4 separate regions of the Mus musculus genome follow, and all the other regions are linked to region 1. A link is a contact called in public HiChIP or PLAC-seq, capture Hi-C and promoter capture Hi-C data. All regions are on one chromosome and are shown on one strand. Each heading gives the region's core, a stretch centred on a gene start, on an enhancer-like site or on the middle of the called end of the contact. The rest is flanking DNA. Distances are from core to core; before and after follow the strand shown. Region 1 holds the start of C1qa (complement component 1, q subcomponent, alpha polypeptide). Region 2 holds the start of Gm31295 (a long non-coding RNA gene). Region 3 has its middle 10 kb from the start of Gm52681. Region 4 holds the start of Htr1d (5-hydroxytryptamine (serotonin) receptor 1D).

Region 1 (6,514 bases), core at 2,217-4,716:
GGGCTTGATGCCCCCTGCTCCTTAGTCATCTGGGAAGTATGGTTAGAATTCTCACTTAGGAGCTTGCTCAACAAGACTGACCAACACAGAACAACAGACCCCTGTCTCCAGCTTTCACGCCCTGGCCACGGCAGCCCCCTCCCCTCTCCAAACTTCCATTACTGGCACCACTTAGCAGATTTGGAAACTGAGGTCATGTGGTGTGATCTGGCAGCTAGCAGGGGCTGACATCTGGAGCCTGGTTGATATGCCCTCCGCAACCATTGTGTACAGTGCTAACTAACACTGCTTTCCCAGTCAGCCAAGCAGTCAGCGATGGCCACTTTTTTTTTTTTTTTGAGACGGGGTTTCTCTGTATAGCCCTGGCTGTCCTGGAACTCACTTTGTAGACCAGGCTGGTCTCGAACTCAGAAATTCACCTGTCTCTGCCTCCCAAGTGCTGGGATTAAAGGCGTGCATCACCACCGCCCAGCAGCGATGGCCACTTTTATGCCCCTTTCCTGCTCAGTGCCCAGAACAGCCAGCCACTGCACGGAAAGTCACAGACACAGACGGGGATCGTTTATTCCAGAAAGTGCTTAAAGAAACCACTGGGCAGTGTGCAGAAACATCAGTCCTCAGTGCCCTCCCTCCGAGACAGCCCCTCCCCCAGGGTGCTAAAGCCCCAGCCCCTTCACTTTGCAGAGTGCGGAGGGGAGGGGTGCAGGACGGAGGGGGGGGCGTGGTCCACAACAGGGAGCGCAGGAGATGGCAGGATGCAGGGGCAGATCCCCAGCTCAGGCCGAGGGGAAAATGAGGAATCCGCTGAAGATGCTGTCGGCTTCAGTGCCCTGGTAAATGCGACCCTTTGCGGGGTCCTTTTCGATCCACACCTCGTCCCCTCGTCGCAGCTGAAGCACGGTGCCCCCTGCTAACACCTGAAAGAGCCCCTTGTTGTTGGTGTTAGAGAAACTCAGGGAATCCCTGGGCTGGCCCCCGGAGGAAGACTTGATAAACAGACAAAGGTCCCACTTGGAGATCACTTGGAAGTTGAAGTAATAGAAGCCGGGCACTGCACAGATGAAGCGACCCGTGTGGTTCTGGTATGGACTCTCCTGGTTGGTGAGGACCTTGTCAAAGATAACCACGTTGCCAAGCGTCATTGGGTTCTGCCGAATGGCTGAGAAAGCTGGCCGGGGCTGGTCCCTGATATTGCCTGGATTGCCTTTCACGCCCTTCAGTCCTTGGGGGCCGCTGTCCCCCAGGGGACCACTGGGACCTGGGAGCCCCACATTGCCAGGTTTGCCAGGGGGGCCAGATTCCCCTGGGTCTCCTTTAAAACCTCGGATACCAGTCCGGATGCCAGCAGCTCCTGTGTGCAAAGAGAGCGAGCAGATTGGTAGATGTGGAGTGGGGTGGGGCATCGTGGGTAAGAAGTCCAGAGCCTGCCTATCCTCACAGAAAAAGCCTTTGCTTTGAAGAGACCCAGTCTGACTGGCCTGACTGGCTGTGTGGTCTTGGGCAAGCATGTTAACCTCTCTGAGCCTCTGCTTCAACTATAAAACCCAGAGAAGCAAATGCAGCCATGTGACAGACCCTGCATTTTTAGGAAACGTGGGGCTGGCTCTCTGGTTGCTCAGTTGAGTCCAGCCATGGTGCTGTCACCTCGCATGTCTCTAAATCACCAACTCCTTTTTCATATTTAGGACCCTTTGGCACAACTGTGTGCAAATCAGCATGAGGGTCCTTTTGGTCTGCAGGAGACTGGGAGGGTCAGGTTGACAGGTCAGGATGTCTTTTCTTCCGGCTCTGGTCATAACTCCTCCCCTCTCGTCCTCCTCAGGATCATGAATTCTAACAGGGTAGAGTGGACAGGAGAGCAGGGACAAAGTAGAGGGCTGGAAGGACATGCAAGTGACTGTTGATACTGGCTGATCTTTCTCTACGCACCAGGCAGGGCTCTGCCTCGATTTTACGGAGGAGGAAATGGACTCTCAGAGAGCATCCGTAATTTGTTTGAGGTCAACCAACAAGTCAATGGCTCTTGACTCTAGACTCTTGGGCCTCTTTTTTAGACCATCCACATCCATTCTCTGTGTGGCCTAGTCTTTGGAGGAGAAAGGGGAAAGAGGAATGTCAAAGCAGGAAAGAGAAGCTGGGGACAAGGTCCAAGAGAAGGCTAGGCCTTCAGGTTCCGGGGTGAACCGCTCACTGTAGTGACTTCCTGGAACTCAAATGCACCATCGCTTCTCAGGACCCCTAAACCATTGCCTCCAGGATGGTGCGGGACCAGCACCCCAGCCGGAGAGAACGCTTACCTGGCTCCCCTCTCTCTCCTTTGAGACCCGGCCTCCCCGGGCGGCCAGGATTTCCTGGAGCCCCATCCTTCCCGTTGGGTGCTCGGCAGACATCTTCAGCCACTGTCCATACTAGGGTCATGGTCAGCACACAGGCCACCAGCCATCCCTGAGAGGTCTCCATGGTGTCCCTACAGAGACACACAGGGACACTGGGTATGCTGGACACTTGGGATCACATGTCTGTCCCATGATGACATGTTACCATGTTCTACACGCAAGGTTATGTGACCCAGTCTAGGGCCATTCATATCCTCAATGCCTGTCTGGATCACAGGTCCCCGATACTAGCACTAACAATGACTTTGACCCTAACCCCTAGCCCTAGCTAGAACCCTGACCCTTCTTACTCTGCCCTTAACCCTAGCACCCACCCCCTACCCTAATCCTAACCTATAGGCCCTAGCTCTAGGCTTAATCCTGACCCTGACCCTGACCCTGACCTTGACCCTGACCTGACCCTAGCCCTAGCCCCAGCCCTAAACCCCACACTACCTTTTGCTCTGCACCTGTCCAGCATTTGCTCCTATATCCACACAGACCTCCCCGCTCTCTGGACACGCAGGCTCACACACTCCCACGGATGATGGATCTCATTGAACAAATATTTACCAAGTGTCAGCACTGTTTTAATTACAATCTCCGGCCCAGATGGTGAGCTATGCACACTCACAGGCTTTCACAAACATCTGCCTACTCTCCCGCAGCCTCAGCCCCTTTCCACATCCACATGAGGGCTGACTGTCCCTGCAAAGCCCTCTGCTGCTGGGCGCTGACTCCCCCGAGCGCTTTCTGGCTTTCTGTGTTTCTGAGGCATGGAGCATGGTTCTGAGCTACTAGCTCTCACGGTTCCCCAAAGCTCTGGCCAGAGGAGAGGGTCCTTCCACCTGCCTGCTCTGTGTCAGTGTCCCCAGCCTATCCACCCTTGCACTGAACTAGCTTGCAGCAATATTCTTCCCTCTCGCCTCAGTTCTCCAGAGTGGTCCCCCAAGGTTGGTTTCCCAGCCCCCTCTCCCTCAGGCTTGGTCTCACCTGCCTCCGTGGTCCGATCAAACTGGATGCTCCAGCCCTTTGCTGATGGTGGGACACCCGTCAGCAAAGGCGTGTCACCAGGACACTGCCAAGTTTCATATCCTTTCCGACTTCCCCTTCTTGGAATCTACCCCCTGAACTTCCCCAGGGCCAGACACCACACACGGAAATTTTAAGCGGACCTCAGCACGTTTGGGACAGGGGATGTCCTGCCCAGCCACAGTTGTGGGGAGGACTCTGAAGATGGGGGTTGGGGTTCTTCAGGATCCAGAAAAGCACAGAATATCAGGGCAGAAGGACTCTGTCTTCAAACTTGTACCCTGGGGCTTTTTTCATGATTGGGAAAGACACAAGAGCTTAGGGCCAAGTGCTTATAAAATTCAAAGAAGGGACAGGCCACCTGGAACAGAGAGAACAGACCACTGGGAGGCTGAAGGCACATAGCAATGGGTTTCAAGGCTCGATACTCCCTAACAGCCTGTCTTTGGGAAGCTCCAACATCTCTTCGCTCTTGGTTTCTTCCTTACCTTTTTTTTGTTGTTTTTAAAACGATCTATTTATTATGCATACAGCATTCTGCTTGCATATATGCCCACAGGCCAGAAGAGGGCGACAGATCTCATTACAGATGTTTGTGAGCCGCCAGGTGGTTGCTGGGAATTGAACTCAGGACCTCTCGAAAAGCAGCCAGTGCTCTTAACTTCTGAGCCATCTCTTGCTTTCCCCCCCCTTTTTTTCTTTTTCCTTTCATTCTTTCTTTCTTTCTCTTTTCGAGACAGGGTTTCTCTGTGTAGCCCTGGCTGTCCTGGAGCCCACTCTGCAGACCAGGCTGGTCTCGAACTTAGAGATCCACCTGTCTCTGCCTGGGGTTAAAGGCGTACGCCACCACCATCCAGCCTCACTCTTAGATTCTTTATCTGTAACCTGGGATCAAATTCTATCTCAGAAGGTTGTTGTGAAAGTTTAATGTCAGGCAGCTGCAGAACACGGGGCACCTGATAACCACTTATTCACCAAATGTCATCAATATTAAAAAATAGTTTATTTATTGTTTCTCTTTGTATATGCATGTTAGGGTGGGTTTGTGTGCTACGGTGGAGCACGTGTGGAGGTCAGAGGTCAACTTTGAGGAATTGGTTCTCTCCTACCATGGGATCTGAGCTCACATTCTCAGGTTGGTGAAGGGAACACTTTCACTCACTGACCCCAACATCTTTTCCTGAGACAGGTTCTTATATATCCAGGGTTGGCCTGGACATCCTGACCCTCCTGCTTCTACCACCTGAGAGCTGGGATTGAAGGTGTGCTTCCATTATGCTTGCTTTATTCAGAGCTGGCCATTGAACCCAGGGCTTCATAAATCCTAGCCAAGTGTTTGTTGTGGATAGCCCTGGGGCTAATTCTATTTGATGTTAATTCTGTTCTCCTGTGAGTGGCTGTGAACTAGGAATGAGTCAGCACTCAGGTGATTTCCTGTACACCTTCTTCTCACCTTAGTTTGTAAAATAAAGGAGAGCTGCTGGTTGGGCAGATAAAAGGGAAGGTGGAGCAGGAGGTGGAGAGAAAGAAGAAGGAGAAAATGGGAGAGGGAGAGGACGCAGAGGAGGAAGAAGAAGAAAATCAGAGCAGAAGCACATGGCCTGGAGAAACTGCAAGTTCCTAAGGAGTTTCATAGATGGAGAAGATGGTAGTGTAGCCATAGATCTGCCCAATCTAGGCACACAGCATGTGATCATATTAATTGAGCTGTGTTTTCATTGCTGGGACATATTTGGGTTGGAGATTTACTGCAACAAGTGTTCTACCAACTGAGCTATAGCCAAGCCCTTCAAATCAATATTTAAGCAACAACAACATCAGAGCTACAAGGCTGGTGGGTGGCTCAGCTTTAGAGACTCACCTACTAGCATGGATAAGGTCCCAAGTTTCACCTCAGCGCCATTTTTGAAAGATACACACATATATATTTTCAGTTAAAAAAACCAAAAACCTACCATTACATCAAGTATGGTGGCACGTGCCTATAACCCCAGCACTGCTAAGGCAGAGGCTGGAAGATCAAGGACTCAAGGCCACTTCCCTTGAGGCTAGACCAAACTACATAAGGCCATAACAACAGCAACAAAAAGGAGGGCCAGAGAGATGCCTCAGCGGGTAAAAGCACTTGCCATAATGCCTGATGACCTGACTTGTCTTCTGATCTTCACGTGTATGCTATGGTATGCAAGCACGCATACAAACAGATAGATGATAGACAGGTGGATGGATAGATGGATGGATGGATAGATAGATAGATAGATAGATAGATAGATAGATAGATGAAATAGAAGTTCTTAGAATGTGTGGCCTATGATGAGACCCTCAGGGTCCTACCTGGCTCAGTGAAGGGCATCCAAAACTCACATATGTACCTAGAGAGAAAAGAGAAGGATTCCACCCAAAATCACAAGACTTCTGGACGATTCATAAGACTGCTGTGTTACATACCACAAACTGACTAAAGTTCTTTTGGAATCAAGCCTGATGATTTTAGTTCACTTCCTGGGAGCCACATGATAGAGGGTGAGAACCCACTCTCAAAAGTGGTCCTTTGACCCCCCCCCATGTGCACTCTCCACGAAAGCACAAAATAAATGACTAAATGTAACACAAACTAAGATTTTTTTTTTTTTACAGTTCTGTGGGACAATAAAAGCTAATGGAAAACCATCATTACACCTCTATGAGGCCAAAATAATTTTGAGTTATTGACTTTCTCCCAGTTCGTATCTGTCTTCATAGAGCAAACTGTACATTATGCAAAGTGACAATCCTGAGAAGTGGCAGGTGACCCTTGGCACTCCTTAGACACAGCTCTATCGTGGCTTTGAAAGGACTTGGTTATCTGCCTGCCTTATTCTCACATGCTGGACGGTCGTACTCAGCAGGCTGTGTTCACACACCTGCAGGAAGTCCAAGCATTCACGTTAGCACACATAGCATTAGCATGCTGGGCAGTGGTGGTACAGGCCTTTAATCCCAGCACTCAGGAGGCACAGGCAGGCAGATCTCTTGAGTTCTAGGCCAGTCTTGGTCTATGGAACAAGTTCCAGGACAGCTAGAGCTATACAGAGAGACCCTGTCTTTAACAACCAAAAAAAAAAAGA
Region 2 (6,514 bases), core at 2,922-5,421, 510 kb before region 1:
CAGGTGGATTTCTGAGTTCAAGGCCAGCCTGGTCTACAAAGTGAGTTCCAGGACAGCCAGGGCTACACAGAGAAACCCTGTCTCGAAAAAAAACAAAACCAAAACCAAAAACAACAACAACAAAAAGTTGTATTACTTTTGAATGAATGAATGAATGAATGAATTTTGAGCAAGGTTTCTTTGGGTAGCCCTGGCTGTTCTGGAACTTGCCCTGTAAGACAGGCTAGACTTGAACTCAAGAGATAGCACCTGCTTCTGCCTCCCAAGTGTTGGGGCTAAAAGGGGGAAGCCACCAACCTGGCTTAAGTAATTTTTCTAAAAGATTTGTCTTGTTTTTATTTCCTATGGATGGGTGTTTTGTCTACGTCATGTAGCCGACATGTAGACCAGAAGAGGGTGTTGCATCCCCTGGAACTGTAGTTATAGACTATAGTGAGCAGCCATGAGGGTGCTGGAAATCAAACCGCAGTCCTCCAGAAGCATAGTCAGTGCTCTGAGCTGCTGAGCCATCCATCTCTTCAGCCCCCTTCACATTTTTTATTTATATATGGTGATGGTGATGATGGTGATGACGGTGATGATGATGATGATGATAGTTATAGGAAGTATACTCTGTGTGTGTGTGTGTGTGTGTGTGTGTGTGTGTGTGTGTGTGTGTGTGTGTGTAGATCAGAGGACAAGTCTGGGGAGTTTATTCACTCTATCCATTGATACTGAAACTCATCAAGGAGCCTTGGGATGGAGTTGAGGTCATCGGGTTTGTATAGTGAGCGCTTTAACCCGCTGCCCCATCTTACCAGCCCCCAGATGGTCTAATCTTACAATTTCTTTTTCTATTTATTTGTACGTGTGTGTTGGCGCCAGGAGTCAGGTCATGCCATGGCATGTGGGCGGAGTTCAGAGGATAATTTTCAGGACTTGGTAGATTCCCAGAATCTCGACACCTCAGGTCTTCAGCCCTGGCGGCAAATGTTTACCTGCTGAGCCATCTTGCTGGCCCCACAATTGCATTACCTTAAATGCAGAACTTGGACTGAGACTTGCGAGTCTCAGCCTGAAGGCTGGAAGTCTAGACAGTCTTCAACGGTCCCATCTCCCGTCTCCCTGCTAGGGCTGGGCCAGAGAAAGAAATGTTAGAGAAAAATTGCTCTCTAAAGTAGAGGGTTATAAACATGGTGAGGAGATAATTCCCTATGCTGGCAACTCCAAATAGGCAGCTTAAAGGGAGGCCATGGCTGGCACCTCGCTCCAGGAGGCTGGCTATATTGGGTCATGATGACCTTGGCGACGGCAGCTTGGGAATTAGGTTAATTTGCACCTGGGGGGTATTAGCCAATCTGTAATTGTTCCTATGTTCTTCCTTCCTAATTAACTGTAAATGCCTGCAACGGGAGCATGGCTTTCTGCGTCCTTCGTCTCCTCCGGTGCTGCAGCAGTGTAGACAGCTTCCAGGTCAGTCTTTGGAGCACCGTGTTTCTGTGCTAGGAACAGCAGACGCGTCCTCACTAACCGTTGTATGGGTCACACTCTGGAGACAGTTTCCCGGGGAGGCACAAGGCAGCCTGAAACCACAGCGCTGGCTCTCGGCAGACAAGGTGAAATGAAGACAGCTCAGAGCCGGAGACCTTTGAATGTCTCCTCATCTGAGGAAGCCTTGTACTGGGATTCAGGGTGAGCAGAGGGTGGGGGGGTGGGGGTGAGGGAGGTGGGGAGGGGGGACCACTCTGAAAAAAAAGGCTGTTATCTCATAGCAAACAGAATTGGAAGCCAGAGGACAGAATACCAATTTGTCCCTGTGGGAGGACGGATCTTTGAGCGGAGGAGAGCAGTTCCTGAGGAGGAGCGCTGGCTTTAAGACTTGCATCAGCTTCGGGTGGAGTTCCTACCCCTCTCTTCCCCATGAGCTAACCAGAGCTCGCACCTTGAACTGCTCCAGGCAGGTGGGTGCACACAACCCCACCTAACTGTTTAGATAGGTGCTGTGCTGGGATCTGAACTCGGGTCCTCACACTTGTGTAGCAAGCATTTTACTGACTAAGCCTTCTTCTGAGCCCCCAAATCTACATTTTTATCACTTTTTCAAAAATAATCTGTGGTGCTGAAGTTTGAATGCAGAGTCTTATGTATGCTAAGCAAGTGCTCTGCTGGCTGGTGCTCCCTCGTCCTCCTCCTCCTCCTCTTCCTCTTCTTCTCTTCCTCCTCCTCCTCTTCCTCTTCCTCCTCCTCCTCTTCTTCTTCTCCTTCTCTTCCTCCTCCTCCTCCTCTTCCTCCTCCTCCTCCTCCTCCTCCTCCTCCTCTTCTTCCTCCCCCTCTTCCTTCCTCTCTTCTGTTTTTCCCTCTCCACGCCCCCCTTTATGTTTTGAAACATAGTTTTACACTGTGGGCTGGTCTCTAACTCACAGCCATCCTCCTGCCTCAGCTTCCTGATTGCTGGAGCTCTCATAAGGACGATCAAAGCCGGGGCTGGGTCAATGTAAAGTCCCTGAGTCAGCACGGTGAGGTGGGGGGTGGGGGGGCTGCTGGGCTTTGCGTTGGGAGAAGATTAGGATACTTCTCACAGGGGGTTCTTATGAGGGAGCAAGGCTGGCTCCCACCCTCTCCCTTCTGCTTACTGCTTCCAGATGTGAACACTTACTCTGTCCTGACATTCCACGCACCTTCCCCAGAGACCAAATGCAACTAACTCCAAATCTTCGAGCTGAAGAAATCTCTTTTCATCCAGGTGTGCTGCCACACTCCTGTCATCCCAGCACTTGGGAGGCAGAGGCAGGCAGCTGTCTGAGTTAAGGCCACCTTTGTCTACAGAGGGACTTTTAGGACAGTCAGGGCTACACAGAGAAACCTTGTCTTGAAAATCAACAACAATGGGGCTGGAGAGATGGCTCAGTGGTTAAGAGCACCGTCGGCTCAGTGGTTAAGAGCACCGTCTGCTCTTCCAGAGGTCCTGAGTTCAATTCCCAGCAACCACATGGTGGCTCACAACCACCTGTAATAGGATCTGATGCCCTCTTCTGGTGTGTCTGAAGACAGCGACAGTGTATGCACATACATAAAATAATAAATCCTTCAAAAAAAAAAGAAATTGTTGCTTCGTGTATTTTTAATACTGGCAAAAAGCTGGTTAAGGTCCATGGTCTCCTAACAGCCTCAGGCTCCATGCTCCTCAGCTCTAACTCTAGAGTAAGGCCAGCCTGAGTTCAAATCTTGGTTCTACCTGTCTCCTAATTTATTTAAGATTTTTAACATTTCTTTAGGTCTCACCTAATTTGAAAAAAAGATCTGGATGTGGTGACACATGCTCCTAATCCCTGCATTCAGGAGGCTGAGGCAGGAGGATTGCTATAAGTTCTCTGCTTTCAGACAGAAGCTACTTAGGGAACACCCAGAGGGGGCGGCTGAGGCTGGACAGAGGGCAAAAGAGACAGATTTTCTTAAGTGCAGCCAGGCCAGCAGAGGCTGGCAAGCTTGTGCTGCGGGCCGCTGCACTGAAGCCGTTTCCTGCTGCTTCATCCCTAAATGGGACAACAGGGAGAGCTGGAAGTCACCTGTTGCCATCAGCATTTCCTGTGCCAAGCCTAGGGGATACAAGGTTCAGTAAGGACAAGAGGCAGCACTCACTACATCATACCTACCCGGACCCCAGCCCTGCCCCTCTCCCAACCCCGTCCCAAACCTGAAACACCCAAAAACCCCTACTGCTCTAGGCATTTTGCAGGCAATGTACATAAACTCTAACTGCATGCTGCAGAACAGGTGTCATTTCGTTCCCAATTCACAGATGAGGGAACTGTGGGCACAGGGAGAGAAAGGAAGTTGTCCACATGGACAAGGGGCCCAAGCTGAGATCTGAGCCCAGGCGACAGAGCTCCAGGCTCTTGTCCCCTTGGAGTGCTCACAGTCTAATGAGTTTGTATAGGTGACTCGCCTAGGAAAAGCCACCTGGGGGAATCTATGGACAGTTTCCTAACTCCACGCAGGATGTGTTTACCAGGTTTTCACTTCTGGCCCCAGTCTTCCACTTCTACGGGGCTTCCAGCCTCAGCCTTCCCATTCCACCTCCAGTAGAACTGTGAAAGAAGAAACCATCATGTCACCCCTGTAGTCAGTATGCCACGGACACTAACGGAATCCCTGCATACCCATCCTGGACTTTCTCCTCTGGCAAGAGGTGAGGGAGAGAGTTGAGCCAAGCTCTGTAGTGAACACTTCTAATCCCAGCTTTGAGAGGTGGAGCCAGGAGGATCAGGAGTTCAAGGACAGCCAGAATTACCTGAGATCCTGTTTCAAAATGGGGGACGGGGGCTGGCGAGATGGTTCAGTGGTTAAGAGCGCCGAATGCTCTTCCGAAGGTCCCAAGTTCAAATCCCAGCAACCACATGGTGGTTCACAACCATCCATTCGTAACGAAATCTGATGCCCTCTTCTGGAGTATCTAAGGACAGCTACAGTGTACTTACATATAATAAATAAATAAATTTTTTTTAAAAATGGGGGATGGGGGTTGAAGGGATAAGAAAGGAAAGGGGGTGTTTCTAGGGGCTCTGTGCCTTGCTTTGGCTTTATGGCACTGAAGACTGTACCTAGGGTGTTGTGCATTCAAGGTGAGCACTGTATTTCCAGCCCCAAGCAGGGCTTCGAACCTGAGCTTCCTGGCAACTCCAGCCTTAGAGCCAGAAGCAATTCAAGCCCCGTGTCCTCATCCTGTGTCACTGAGTATGACCTGGCTGTGACCAGGTGTCTTACCTAACACTTTGCTTACAAAGCGGACTTTCTATCTATCGATTCTGTGACAGCTCCATAACAAAGATAAATGTGTCCTGCCTGAGAGAGCATTTATAATTTCTGTCTCAGTGGCTCCTCAGAGAGCTGGGCACAAACTCACCAAAAGAGGATGGACAGTGAGAAGCAAGGACTTTGAATATGTATAAGTCTGGGTGCTGGAGAGATGGCTCAGCGATTAAGAGCCCTGGCTGCTCTTCCAGAGGTCCCGAGTTCAATTCCAAGTGCCTTTATGGTGGCTCACAACCATCTGTACTTGGATCTGATGCCCCCTTCTGGCACGCAGGTATGCATGCAGAGAGAGCACTCATACGTAAAATAAATACATCTTTAAAAAAACTAAAGACTACACATAAGCCTTCCACTGGACCCTGACTCTGCCACATATATGCAATACAACCTTAAGGGCGTCACTCGATCTACCCGAGTCTTGGTCACTATCCTTAAGATGAGATGACAGTAACCAGGCTTTTTGGAGTGATCTTGTAAGATATAGTGATCTTGTATAGGAGTGTAGGAAGGTAGAGCCCTGGCCCTGAGCCAGACTGCTTGCTTAGGTCCCTCGTCCACCACAGTGTGTGTGCAAACCACGCGTGTGATATACCTGACTATTCCAGAAGAGGGCTTCCGATCCCTTGGAGCTCAAGTTCCTGGTAGTTGTGAGCCACCCAATGTGGGTGCTGGAAACAGAACCTTGGACCCCTGGTCATACAGTCTCGAACACTAAAGCACTGTTTTACCTCACATGCTCAGGAGACAGACAGGCACACAGTAAGTCCTCAGTAAGATAAGTAGTGGCCCTCACTGAGACTCACCACAGCGCCTACAGTGCCATCCGCAATATTACATGACCACAAAAGCAATGACCACAGTGCCCCGGAGGAAGTGGCCTTCGGAGTGGCACCTGTTGTCTCTGCTGCCACTCCTTGCTGGGGGAATGGGGGATGGGGGATGGAGGTAGGGCGAGTTTGCCTTCCCTGACCCCAGGGTTCCCTGACCAAGCTGATGATGCACTGTGCCCCAATCTGTTGGCTCCCCCTCACCCACTAGGAGCCTGGCATTCTGAAGGAGCTCCTAGAGTCTGTTATAGATTTAGCTCCCGGATGGCATCTACTGGTTGTCAGCTACTTATCAGCAATTAAGCTTCCATTGTAGATGTCAAGACAGAAATACATTTTTGCTGTTGAGTGGGGAGGTATTCCCACGGGTTGTCAGACTGTGGCTCTTATTCTCCCTGCTGCAGCAAAGTCTTCTCTACGTCTGTACAGCCAGAAGGGACCTGAGAGGACACCACAAGCCAGGGATGGGGATGGAGGAGCCTTGTGCTGTGTTCCTGGGCTGAGTCTTTAGAAGGAACCCTGGGCCTGTGCTCTCTTATTAAGCTTCCCCGCAGACCTGACACATTTGCTCATCTTCTCTCTTTTCAGAGTAGTTTATTTTTTAGTATGGGTGCTTGTGTGTGCCTGTGTATTGGTTCGTGCACATGGCTGCAGTTGCCCTGAGAGGCCTAAGATGTGGGATATCCCAGGACCTGGGACCCGAACTCAGCAAGCGCTTGCTGTAATCGCTGAGCCATCTTCCAGCCTTCCCCCTGACCCCTGCCATTTTCTTTTAAGATGGAGTCTTACTATGTGGCCCTGGCTGGCCTGGATTAGGCTGTGTACAGCAAGCTAGCAAAACTCATAGAAATCCACCTGCCTCTGCTTTTCAAATGCTGGGATTAATGGTGTTTGCT
Region 3 (6,514 bases), core at 2,252-4,751, 480 kb after region 1:
ACCATAATGGGCTGTACTCTGAATAGAAAGCTAGAACAAATCTTTTCTCTTAAGTTGCCATTAAGGTTTTTATTACATTTATTAACTTATTCATATGAGTGTGCATTTGTACCATGTTGCTCACCTCTCTCTTTCCATCCCGAGAGTCCAGGCCATCGGGCTTGGTACCGATGAGCTATCTCGCAGGCCCTCCTAAGTTGCTTACATCAGAGACTTTGATTGTAGCCACAGGAACAGAAACCAAGTCACCATGTGTCTATATTCTAGCGCCTAGACAAGTCCCAGAAACACAGGAGTCTTGCACAGACATCAGCAAGATGAGTGCTACTCCACGCCCAAGCAGAAAGCCAGCCTCAAGTGAAGCCAGGCTTGCAGCAGATCTTCAGGCCCAAAAGTCATGGTGGCCACCAGGGCAGAAAGGTTTCTCTAGAGTGAGGAAGTAGCTACTGTCCACTCTGCCGGCCACAGCCACGGCTGTGTCGGCTGCTGACCAGACAGAAGACAGGAAGACAAGGCTGATCTGCATTGTGGGCAGGGCAGGGCAGGGCAGGGCAGGACAGGCAAGCAGGCTTCAGAGCAAGTCCCGCACAGGAAGACAAGCAGAACAAAGGGATTGGAAATGTAACAAGAGCAAATGTGACATGGCGCTACCTAGGCTGGCTCACCTCTGGTGACCCTGCTTTCTGCCCTTCTCACTCAGAGAAACTTAACTGCTCCTAGTTTTAAAATCTAAGGCCGGGACTGATCCTGTTGGGCAGTTAGAGCTCAGCCACCAGGGAAGCCAGGGCTCCTGTTTCCTGAGTGTTCACCCTCTTTCCTCAAAGGCAAGATTCCTAAGAACTAAACTGATCTGTTGCCACGGGACAGTTTCTGTTTTGTTTTGCTTGAGTCAGGGGTTTTCAGTTAGCCCTACTTGACCTTGAAGTTGCCTGTCTCTGCCTCTATAGAATTGGGATTTCCTGTGTATGAGCCACCAGTATCCATTATGATACTGTTTGTAAAGGGCCAAACTTTACTTGGGAGGCCGAGGCAGGAGGATTCCTGCAAGTTTGAGGTTAGCCTACTTTACATTAGGTATTCTAGAACAGGTAGGGTTGCATAATGAGACCTTTTCAAACACACACACACACACACACACAGACACACACATACACACACACACACAGACACACACACACACACAGACACACAGACACACACACACAGACACACACACACACAGACACACACACAGACACACACACACAGACACACACACACACACACACACACACAGACACACACACACACAGACACACACACACACACAGACACACACACACAGACACAGACACACACATAGACACACAGACACACACACACAGACACACACACACAGACACACACACACACAGACACACACACACACAGACGCACACACACAGACACACAGACACACACAGACACACACAGACACAGACACACACACACACATACACACACACAGACACACACACACAGACACATACACACACACAGACACACACACACACAGACACATACACACACACAGACACACACACACACACAGACACACACAGACACACACACACACAGACACACACACACAGACACACACAGACACACACACACACAGACACACACATACACACACAGACACACACACAGACACACACACACACAGACACACACACACAGACACACACACACACAGACACACACACAGACACACACACACACACAGACACACACACACACACACAGACACACAGACACACAGACACACACACACACACAGGGTGAGGTGGGAGTAAGGTCTTAATATTTCCAGGGTGAGGTGGGAGTAAGGTCTTAATATTTCCAGGGCACTGGAAATGAGCTACTAATGGTTACAGAAGGTTCCGTTCATACCAAAAACAGAAAATCATGAGCTCCAAGTTAACAGGAGTCAGCTGGAGAAACAAGCAGCAAACACCCAGGACAAGCAGCGGGCTCACTGTCCCAACAAGAGGACAAAGGGACTCTCAGCATTCAGTCCCAAGTTTCCTTAGCTAAGAAAGCAGCCCAGCCACACAGTCACAGCCTGGGGAATGTTTATCGCAACCTTCAAAGCCAAGCTCCAAGAAGACAGCGGCTCAGATTTCTCATAGCCACGGTAGGATCTTGCGTCAAAGGGAGCCTTTGGTGTACCTCTCTGGAGCAGAGGCACGGCAAGCTGAAACAAGCGTTTGTCAGAGATTCTGACTCCAGGGCAACATCTTGGACACCTGAGCTCTGAGCACTGAGGCAGCAGCTTAGAGACGCCTCTGTGCCAGCATTTCCACCATCTCTTCCCTTGCTGTCGGGTCTCAGCCACTGTTCAGCAGATTACAGGAGATCACTAAGGACAGTCCCAGGCCCGGCTGCAGAACCACAGTAGACCATCCTGAGGATGGGAGATGTGGATTTTGGGACCGGGGGGGTGGGGGGGGGTGGGGGGTGCGGGTATGACTTCCTTGTCATGGTCTCAAAATCCTCAACAGTCTTCGTCAAGGCTCTCGGGTAGAACCTGGACCTGGGAAGCCAGCATCAGGACGACTTCTGACTCTTCAGCCACCTTGTCATTTGGCCATGACCTCATTTGACCATCTGGACTGCTCTTATTTCTTGAGTCTCCATCCTAGAACTGGGGCAGGGGTAGGGGTAGGGCGGGGGGTGGGGGATGCATTTCAGATTCCAAAGCACAGAGCACAGAGCAGAGCAAAGTGGAGGTCAACAAGAGCAGACCAGAAGGGCTGCTGAGCCACCCTCCTCTCTTGGATCTGTACCCCGGCCTGATGGGGTTTATTCATAAAGCCACCACAAAGTCTATTTTTATTTCGCTGCTTGCTGAATCATTAGAGGCAGTTGAGAAAATGTGTTAATCCTGGCTGAGAGCTGGAGGTTTTTAAAGTGCAAAGGAAGACGAACGATGACCTTTTTGTTAGTTTGTTTGTAGCCAGGGTCTCATTAAAGAGAGGCACATTTGCCACTGTGCCTCCCTTAAGAATCCTGGCCTTGCTAGCAACTTGTACCCATTTCTCCCTCCTACTATGCTAAGTTTAACACTAGGTTAAGGGAAAAAAAAAAAACCTAACAAAACAAAAAACCACCCCACATGGATAGAAGTATGAAAATCAAAGCCAGAAATTGTGGCACACACTTTTGATCCCAGTACTCAGAGGCAGAGGTAGAGGCAAGTGGTGGATCTCTGAGTTCGAGGCCAGCTTGAGCTACAGAGGAAGTTCCAGAACAGTCATATCTACATACAGAAAGTGTCTCAAAAAACAAAACAAAAAGATGTGTGTGTGTGTGTGTGTGTGTGTGTGTGTATACACATGCACGTGAGACACTGCAAATTTGTGTGCAAACCCAAAAAGGCCAGAAGAGGGCATCATATCTCCTGTCTCAGATAGTTGTAGGCAAGGGTACTAGGCATTCTCTTAACTCTGAGCCAACTCTCCATCCTGATCTTGAACTTCTCTGATCCTGCCCCAAGCTCCTGTGGAGCTCAGAGCTTCCTGTACTAGGCCAGCACTCACTCCCTTAGCCTCCCTCCCATCTCCTTCCCCAAGCCCTTGTAAGGGAACATTGTTGGCCAGGTCTGAGATAACGTGATGAAAGGAGGAAATGTTCTATTCACTTACATCCACTTACATCTACTTGGCTGTTCTTTGTTCTTGTTTTAACTGTTCTCCAGCTGTTTTGTGCTGGAAGAACGGCAAGAGCTTATAATAAACAAATCAATCAGTCAGTCAATCAACAAACCCCTGCCATTGAGACCATCCGGATGTTTCAGAGGTACAGGTGCTCGCCACCAAGCCTGACAATTGGACCCACATGGTGGAAGAAGAGAACTAACTCCCATTAAGTGGTCCTCTGATTTCCACACACAAACTGTGACACCCCCATGTGTGTGAGCATGCACACACACACAACAACACATACATACACACACACACACACACACACACACCACACACACATACATAAATACGGTTTTAAAAAGCATAGCTTCTATAGTGATGCTGTTTTTCAAATCATGTCTTTCATTCACATGGCCCCAATGAACTACCCACTCCCTAATCTTCATAGCAGGAATGCTGGCATTTAAAATTCCTTCTCCCTCAGACAGTTGCTCAGGTTTGTTTCCTAGGCAACAATTGACACAGTCAAAAATCATTAACAGTGGCTAGGCCTGGTGGCCCACGCTGATGGCCCTGGCCTTTGGAGGACAGAGGGAGGAGATCAAGGCCATCCTCTGCTACACAGGCCAGCCTTTGCTACAAGGGACCCTGTGTCCAAAACAAACTGGCCAGCCATGGTAATCCCTAGTGGATCTCTGTGAGTTTAAAGCCAGTCTGGCCTGCACATGAATTCCAAGTCAGGTAGGACTACACAGTGAGACTCTGTCTCACTGTCATAGTTTCTCATTTGGTGCTGTGACGAAAGATTCAATTTTTAAGGCTGGGCATGGTGGGGTACACCTTAAATCTCAACACTCAGGATAGAGGCAGAAGATAGATCTCTATTAGTTCAAGGCCAGCCTGGACTACAAAGCTCAGAATAGACGGGCTGTTTCATGGTCAAGGGTTGTCAGGGTCCTGGTGTCTCTTCATAGCAATACAACCCTAAGATAGGCAGTCAATGCTCTTAAACACTGAGTCATCTCTCCAACTCCATATGATGAAATAATCTGATAGGAGCTGGAGAGATGGCTCATCGGTTAAGAGCACTGACTGCTCCTCCAGAGGTCCTGAGTTCAAATCCCAGCATCCACATGGTAGCTCACAACCATCTGTAATGAGATCAGATGCCCTCCTCTGAAGGCAGCTCCAGTGTACTCCTATACATGAAATAATTCTTTTTTAAAAAAGTAAGCCTTAAAAAATATTCTGATGAAAGCAACTTAAGGAGAACCATGTTCTGGCTTGTGGTTCAAGGGTCCATCCATCACTGTGTGTAAGTGGAGGCTGCAGGAGCATGAAGCAGATGGTGACATCTTAGTCACAATCAGAAAAAGAGCAGTGAATGCAGGCTGTCCAGAATTCCAGACAGAGGACAGTGCTGTCCATTGTGTCCATCTTCCTACCTCTATTAAGGCAATGAAAATAATCCCCACTGACATGCTCAGAGACTCACCTCCCAGGTGACCCTAGATTCTGTCAAGCTGACACTTAACATTAACCATCATAGTTACTAATACTCACTACCTGTCCTGCATTAAGTACTTTTTTAAAAAAAGATTTACTTATTTATTATATGTAAGTACACTGTAGCTGTCTTTAGACACACCAGAAGAGGGTGTCAGGTCTCACTGTGGATGGTTGTGAGCCACCATGTGGTTGCTGGGACTTGAACTCAGGACCTTCAGAAGAGCAGTCAGTGCTCTCACCCACTGAGCCATCTCTCCAGCCCATTAAGTACTTTTTAAAAATTTGTATGTGTGTGAGTCCATACCTACATGAGCACACATTGGCCCTCAGAGACTAGAGGCATCAGATTGCCCCAGAGCTGAAGTTACGATATACACATGGTTGCCCAGAGTGAACACTGGGAACTGAACCCAGATCTGCAAGAGCAGTCAGTACAGGCTCTTAACGGTTCGCCAGTCCCAGCGGACCACTTCTTAGCCCCTGGTGTTACTAAGCTGCTCTTGAGTTTCCCTGACCCACTTTCTGAAGTTTGAATTGATTCTAGTCCCCATTCTTGGATATTCCTGGAACACAGGACAGACAGTTCTCATTATCTGGCCTTAGCCCACTGAGCAGAGTGGGCTCGTTCCTCCTAAAGTTGTGAGTAATCTGGAATGAGAGGCAGAGGCAGGGCAGAGGGCTCCTTCTTAGATTACATCTCTCATTTGTTATGTGAGGGTATCTGTGGAGGCCAGGGGACAGTTTTGGGGAGCTTGTTCTCTCTGTCTAGCATGCAAGTTCCAGGGGCTGAACTCCCCTCGTCAGGCCTGGCAGCAGGCGCCCTCACCCACTGAGCTGGCTCACCAGCCTGTGGGTACTGCTAGTTTAAAAGTGGTCTGTGTGGCTAAAGAGATGCTCCTCCAGCTTCAGGGGGTATCTGATGCCTCTGGCCTCCGAGGGCATCTGCACAACTATGTACATACACACATAAATAAAATAAAATTAAACCCACACAAATCGTTTTAAAAGGTGAAGTGAATTAAGTAAAAATCTAAAACAAAAATTTTTTAAATGTAAACTCAAAGAATGGCTTGTATTGCTGAGGGAGTCATGGGTTGGAAACTTGGTTCCCAACAATGCTAGGAGAGACCTTTAAGAGGTAGGGCCTGGCCAAATGTAATGGTACATCCTGTAACCCCAGCGCCCAGGAGGTAGAAGCAGGAGGATTAAAAGTTCCAGGTCAGTCTCCACTTCATACCAAGTTGAGGACAGCCTGAGCTTAAAAAATTGCATAAAGATAATAAGGCCTGGCAGACAATTAGGTCACTGCGTATGGCACTACCCTTAGGTAGGATTAATGC
Region 4 (6,514 bases), core at 2,165-4,664, 470 kb before region 1:
GTAAGCACCTTTACCATGGTCACGATGCGACACACGCTCGCCAAGGTTCCAGAACTGGAACACGCATCTGGAGTTATGCAGCCATTCAATGCTGAAGTCAAGAGTCAAAGTTGGGGGGAATCTGCCCTTGCATGACTAAGCCCACTTTGGTGTGAGCCTCCCTGGAGGGACCCACTGTCCTACGCATCGGGGATATGAGGACCACTGAGAAAAGGGGTCATTAAGCTGGACCTGGAGGAGGAGGCTGGTACCCAGAGGAGGTAGGAAACAGTCTGTCAGTGAGGAGATGCTGATGCTAGGAGGGGGAGGAGAGCTTTCTAGACACTGGGGGTGGGGGGTGGGGAAATGAGAGCCAGATCTTGCTGAGAAAGAGCAGGGGTGTAGGGATAGAAGAGGTTGCGAAGACCTGGGGTGTCAGAACAAGAGAAATAGGGCCTCTCAGGAGGCTGTGGGAGGACCTAGAGATGTCAAAGCCTTAGCCAGAGACTCAGAGCCCTCTCTCTGCTCAGGCAGTTGGCTTCCCGGAAGCTAGAGGTTAGCTTGGAGAAGGCAGGAAGCTCACTGGGAATCGCACCCGCCCCCACAGTGTTCTCTCTCACTTTCCTTCCCTTCTCCTTATGGTTGTGACAATGATTCAGACTACAAAGGTTCTGGGGGCAGTGAGCCCCTCGGTATCAGGGTACCAGGACTGCCTGTGTGGCCTGTGAGGACATGCTGTGTCCTGTCAGGGCACCAGGATTGACAGTGTGCCCTGTGCGGTCATGCTGTGTCCTGTCAGGACACCAGGATTGTCGGGGTGTCCTGTGCGGTCATGCTGTGCCCTGTCAGGACACCAGGATTGTCGGGGTGCCCTGTGCGGTCATGTTGTGTCCTGTCAGGGCACCAGGATTGTCGAGGTGCCCTGTGCGGTCAGGCCGTGCCTTTGTTTACACTTTTTCTCAAGTTCTCAGCCCAGGAGTGAAAAGAGGTCCCTGTCACCTGGCCTTCAAGCCTCTCTAAGCCTGCCTGTCTTGCCCCTCCAGCACAGGTCATTTACTCCCTACAGCTCCGTCCCATCCAAAGCCTCTGCAGCAAGTACCTGTCCTGCGGTTGTTTGGTTGTTTGTTTGGTGCCTCTGCACAGCGACTGCCCCTGGGGAACCTTCTCTGCACCCCTTGCCTAGATGCCTCTGGCCTGTCTTGGAGGCTCAAGGCCAGGGTGACCCCTCCCATGTGCCTATACCCAAGGGCTTGTATACCTCTTCCTCTGCTTCTGCTTCCCACATTCTGCTCTCCCCAGCTGTGTGGAGGTTTCCTCCCGGGGGGGGGGGGGGCGGCAGAGATGGCACTTTGCACAAATGCTAGTCCCGGGAAGGACTGAGAATCTGAAGTGAACTCCCTCCATACACATAGCTATTTCCATCAACATTGCCCTGAGCAGTTCTATAAGCAGGTGCTATTAGAAGGTATTGATTGCTTTAGGTGTGTCCTTTTCTCCTGTCCTTTCTTCTTCCCTTTCTCCTCCTCCTCTTCCTCCTTTTTTCCTCTTCTTTCCCCCCCACCCCCCCACCATCATCACCATCATCATTATTTTGAGACAGTCTCATAGAGTCTAGACTGGGCTCAGACTCCCTGTGAATGTAGCCAGTGACCTTGAACTTCTAATCTTCCCTAGTGCTGGGATTAAGGCATGTGCCGCTACTCTTTGTTTATTAGATGCTGGGTGTTGAAGTCAGGTGTTTGTGCATGCTAGGCCAGTATGCTTCCAACTGAGCTATGTTGCGCATATCTTTCCCCAGGGCTGCTTCAGATAAAAGACACACACACACACACACACACACACACACACACACTCGTGACATGCCACTGTCTACTCTAAAGTATGTAGTTTTCAGCTGCAAGACCTCAGGGTAGGACCTTGGCAGCTGCCATGCTGGGCTGTGTATCAGGACCCTCTGGCCCTCCACAGGGGTTCAGCCAGGACACTAGTAGCACAGCCTATATTAAGGCCACCTATGTTTGGCATTGCTCAATCTCCCCATCTCCAGTGTGGGGAAAGAGCCAAGGGCCTAAAGAGAGGAGAGACGGCTGATTGAGGTGTGGCTGCCCATAACTCCTGTCTATTCATGCCGTGGATTTATTTGCCTGGGATCTGCGCTAAGACAAAAAGAACCTCTGCATTATTAATGACCATTGATCACAGCCTTCCAAAAAAGAGAGACTGAGAGAGATGGAGGCTCCAAGCCAATCACAAATGACAGACCAGGAGAGCAAGGGGTGGGGGCGGAAGGGGAGGGCCAGGTGGGCAGAGAGTTTGGCGCAAATAGAAGGACACGGAAGGACGCTGCAAGCAAGGCGTGGAATAGCTGCTGAGTTCTCAGTGTGCTGGTGTGCCAGATGTCAAACAGCTGTGTGGGTGCTGGTGGGTGTTTCCGGATCTCCCTATGCACTCCCCCCCAAAGGAGACTCAAAGACACAACTTTTACCAGGGATGAAGAGTCGCGGTCACTTCATGATGCTAATAGGGTCAATTCATCAAGAACACATAACCAGTCTACTGGTGGATGCTGGTGATAACAAGACATGAGAATATACAAACAGTAAGGAGACACAGTGGGTGGGCAAGGACACGGAAGGCCAGGTCCACCGGAGCTGTAAGGAACCTGGTCAAGCAGGAGTCTTTGCCCTCCCTGTCTTTGAACTCAGCTCTCTCTCTCTCTCTCTCTCTCTCTCTCTCTCTCTCTCTCTCTCTCTCTCTCTCTCTCTCTTTCTTTTTCTGGCTCTCTACATCCGCAGCCCCTACTAAACGCTGAATAAGGGAGCTGGCGGTCATATCTGCTGCCCCAACTTTGGGATCACTCTGCTTGCCCAGCAGGAAACTGTACTCATTCCACCTCTGGTGTGTGGCCGGGACGCTTCCTACCTCCGGTCTGTCCTGAGAGGCTGCTTTCCCGGTGAGACTTTCTCCCCTCCCCCGCCCTCCCACCGCCTCCGACCACCCTGTCCACTCCCCACCTCCTTTCTTGCTTTATTTTCCTCCTGAAACATCTGTCATCTCATTAAGTACATCGTATCCGCCCCAGTAGAACGTGAGCCCCAAGGGGCGGGGGTTGCACAATGGTTTTAAGCCCAGTGCATAGCCGGTGCAGATATAAAGCAGATCGATAAATACTTGCTAAATTAAAGGTAGGGGGCGGGAGACTCAGCTTGTGAGGAACCCGCGGATGGAGTCTAGGCACGGTCCACTTTCCCCGGACAGTCCATTCCTTCCTACAGGTGGGCCTCCTCCACCCGCATCCCCTGCGTCCTCCTACCGTGGGGTTGGGGCAGGGGCTCCGGGCGGGCCTCCCCTGCTGTGGGCGGGAGGCCGAGTGGGGAGCGAGCCCAGCGGGGGAGGAGCCGGGGAGCAGAGCACGGAGCAGCGGCGGGCGCGGGCAGGAGCCCGGAGCCCGAGCTGCAGGCGCGGAGGGCGGCGGCGCCCGGAGCTCAGCGGGGGTCGTGGAGGAGGCCGGGCTGCAGCCCTCAGGGGTGCGAGGCGCCCACGGCGTTGTTCCGTACCTCCCGGCAGGGAGCTGGTAAGCGCGGGAGCTTGGGGCGTCGCAGCCTCGCGGGGCTGAGCCTAGCCGGGCGGGTCCTGATGGGTCACCTGGCGTCCCGCCTCTGTGCGCCTCTCGGACGGGACAGGAGCGCACGGAAAGACGGTCCCAAAGGACCATCGGGGCCCGAAGGGAGCATCCCGGATGGTTGTCCAAAGCCCTGGATCGTGGGGTGGGTGGAGGGATTCCCCAGGGGAGGCTGCGGGACCCTGGGAGAGCGTCCTCCGTGTCCCGCGCTCTGGGAAGATCCCACTGGACAAGAGTGCCCCCCCACCTCGGCCCGAGGTGAAACGTCTACCCCCAGGTGGCCCCGGTGACGGCCTAGGGAATCGGGGAGCCCTCTACCGGCCAGGTCAGGGGTGACGCCAGTACGGGAGGGGACTTGAAGGAGCGTCCAGTTTGGAGCTCGGGTTTGGAAAGGGCCCTGACTTGCTTGTGACCTTGGGCAGGTCACTGCTTCTCTCTGAGCCTCAGTGTGCACATCTCTCAAATGGAGAGGACGCTTCCCTTCACTGCGGATTGGTGGGAGTGGGTGAGAGACCGTGGATGCCTTTTTATACGCGGTAAAGTTCTCTGCAAATCCTAGCTTTTCGAGCAACATCAGAACTGCAGAGAGCTCAGGGAGATTGGCTTTATTGCAGATGGGAAGAAGGTGGCAAAAATCTTGCCCAAAGTCTCAGTACTTGTAGAATGTAATACTCAACGCCCCCGGCCCGGCCCCCACCCCCACCCCCACCCCCACCTGCTCCCACTCGCTGGGTTTGGGGACCATCAGAGATTAAGATCCTAATACTCTCAGGCTGGCCACATTAGCAAACTAGCCCTGGCTACTTGCTTAGCTGCTTAGTCCTCTGAGCATTGGCTCCCTCCTATATGAAACGAGAGTGACAACGACCACACTCCAGGTTTGCTTTGCAAAATCAAATGGAATCACTGCCTAGTATTACATCTGACCTCAGACAGGAACTCGGCCTTCCTCGCCAGGCTTTGTAGTAGCAACCTCAGATCTCATCTTGGGAATTGCTTTATGGCAGTGGTCCTCAAACTCTGAGTCTCAACCCCTTTGAGACTCGACCGACCTTTTCACGGGGGTGGGGGTGCGGGTTGCCTAAGAGTTCAGAAAACACAGATACTTACATTATGATTTATAAAAGTAGCAAAATTACAATTATGAAGTAGCAACAAAAAAATAATGATTTTATGGTTGAGGGTCACCACCACATGAAGAACTGTGTTGAAGAGCGGCAGCATCAGGAAGGCTGAGAACACCTTATGGTGTTTTCTAGTGGCATTTGTGTTGCAGGTCTGTGCTTTCCTCTACATGCCAGTGACATTGGCTAGACTCTCAGCCCTTCCTATAATGGTCCTTTTATGACAACAGCAAGCTGGCCACTTGGGCAGCTGAGCTTTGATCACTGATATTTCCCAGTTGGTTGGCAGAAAGTGGGCTTTATTCAAGAGACCAGGACTCCATTGGAAGCTGGAGTCCAGGCCAGTAGGTATAAGTGGCAGGGTCTAGGGCCCCCACTCTTCTCTATCCGATGACAGGACCAGGAATATAAAGATGGCTCTTTGCCTTTACTATCTCCCTGATAGAGAGTGGATCTGCTGTGGTCCCTTCTCTCTCTGGATGGATAACGTTTCTTTTTGGCAAGGGTGATATGAACACAGACAGAAATATGTTCTGAGGCTGGCATTCCCAGACCTGAGAGGGAGCCCTCCTTGTTGAGATGGCTCACAGCAGGCCCACAGGGTCCAAGGTCAACATACAGGAAGCCAGATCCAATTTAAGGTGTCCCCATCCCCCTGACTCCCCCTCCACAGTGAACACTGTGGCCACATATTCCTCTTTGTTGGTTTTTTTTGTTTGTTTGTTTTTTGTTTTTTGTTTTTTTTTTTTTTTTTGCAGGCTCATCTTCGTATGCCCAGCACTGGGTGCCCTGCTGCCCTGGGCCCTCCTCCCCGAATGGTAGACCCTCTTTCCCTGGGTGATCTCACCTTCCCTCGGGCTCTCCATACCACCCCTGAGCACATGACTCATAGGTGGATGTCTCCAGCCTAGAGCACTCTTGGGCTGGGAAGCCACCGCTTACCGGGGACACAATGATGAGCTCGACAGAGCTATGTGTTATGTGGGCCCGGTGGGGGTGTGCAATGGAGAGACCGCCAGTAAACAGATAAAGTGGAAAGTATCAGCTTGTGTTAAGGGCCAGAGCAATCTCAGGAGTAGCACCGGAAGGGAGGAGAGTGTTGGTGGGTGAAGTGGTGTGCTGACTGGGGAGGCAGGTAGGAGCTGATGTCAAAGAGGTGATGGTGTCAAGGCAGACAGTTGGGGGACTTGTAGATCTTGGCGAGGCTTTGGAGTTTGTCCTGGATGATCAGGGGCTATTGGAGTACTATACACAGAGTGGAGAAGGCCGGAGTGCTACTCAAACCTATTATCCCAGCACTTGGGACACAGAGGTAGTTGGATCTCGAGTTTGAGGCTAGCCTGGGCTACAAAATAAGACTGTCTCAAAAACAAAAGTGAGAGAGAAAGAGAGAAGGGGGGGGAGAGAACATGGGGAAAGGGAGACTAACATTTATTATTATTATTATTATTATTATTATTATTATTATTATTATTGTAGGGGGTGAGGTCTTGGAGGGGGTCAAACTCAGAGCCTGTGCATGCTAGGCCAGCCCTCTAGCCAGGCCTGGACCCAATGCTGCTGATTTCTTTTGGGTACTTTTGGGTCCTATAAACAGACTTATTCTAGATTGGCTGCAAGTGATGCAGTCTGGAGTGGGTAGGGAGTGGGATTATCTTCAATGAGCTTCTAGCCATAGACAGGAGGAGCCACAAATAGACTTGAAGTCAGGAGATCAAGGAGAGAGATTGGGGGACTAGGAATATAGCTCGGTTGGTAGAGTGCTTGCCTAGCAAGCCTAACAGGGCCC

Evidence for each region. Promoter capture Hi-C pulls out the DNA fragments that hold promoters and counts their contacts. HiChIP or PLAC-seq counts read pairs in DNA pulled down with a chosen protein or histone mark. Capture Hi-C pulls out chosen DNA fragments and counts their contacts.
Region 2: a promoter capture Hi-C map of liver shows a contact between it and region 1, with 4 times the contacts expected there. The contact joins the enhancer-like site here to the promoter of C1qa in region 1. A contact is called at or near these places in 4 of 39 promoter capture datasets (the 3T3-L1 cell line, embryonic stem cells and liver) and 1 of 115 datasets of contacts at active chromatin or transcription factors (embryonic stem cells).
Region 3: a contact with region 1 is called in an H3K4me3 HiChIP or PLAC-seq map of bone marrow-derived macrophages, with 4 times the contacts expected there. The contact joins the enhancer-like site here to the promoter of C1qa in region 1. A contact is called at or near these places in 1 of 484 Hi-C or Micro-C datasets (bone marrow-derived macrophages), 5 of 115 datasets of contacts at active chromatin or transcription factors (bone marrow-derived macrophages, embryonic stem cells, microglia and 1 more) and 3 of 9 other capture datasets (embryonic stem cells, macrophages and pancreatic islet).
Region 4: a contact with region 1 is called in a capture Hi-C map of embryonic stem cells, with 3 times the contacts expected there. The contact joins the promoter of Htr1d here to the promoter of C1qa in region 1. A contact is called at or near these places in 4 of 39 promoter capture datasets (HPC-7-derived erythroid cells, embryonic stem cells, hippocampal neurons and 1 more), 2 of 115 datasets of contacts at active chromatin or transcription factors (astrocytes and bone marrow-derived macrophages) and 1 of 9 other capture datasets (embryonic stem cells).

The regions. Positions count from the first base shown.
Region 1 is chr4:136,895,378-136,901,891 of GRCm38.p6, forward strand. It overlaps C1qa (complement component 1, q subcomponent, alpha polypeptide), which reads right to left and starts at 3,467. Exons shown (of 3, transcript NM_007572.2): 1 at 3,369-3,467; 2 at 2,298-2,467; 3 at 539-1,351. The coding sequence starts at 2,460. The coding sequence ends at 777.
Region 2 is chr4:136,386,135-136,392,648 of GRCm38.p6, forward strand. Gm31295 (a long non-coding RNA gene) reads left to right here and starts at 1,356. Exons shown (of 3, transcript XR_390837.3): 1 at 1,356-1,671; 2 at 1,752-1,940; 3 at 2,622-2,859. Within about 2 kb of position 4,172, at least 2 of the 459 cell types and tissues checked have an H3K27ac peak or open chromatin away from gene starts, as enhancers often do. A contact at or near this core is called in liver, where this site is marked.
Region 3 is chr4:137,373,415-137,379,928 of GRCm38.p6, forward strand. No RefSeq gene overlaps it. Among named protein-coding and RNA genes, the nearest start is that of Gm52681, 10 kb to the right of the region's middle. Within about 2 kb of position 3,502, at least 76 of the 459 cell types and tissues checked have an H3K27ac peak or open chromatin away from gene starts, as enhancers often do. A contact at or near this core is called in bone marrow-derived macrophages, where this site is marked.
Region 4 is chr4:136,421,198-136,427,711 of GRCm38.p6, forward strand. It overlaps Htr1d (5-hydroxytryptamine (serotonin) receptor 1D), which reads left to right and starts at 3,415. Exons shown (of 2, transcript NM_001285484.1): 1 at 3,415-3,553.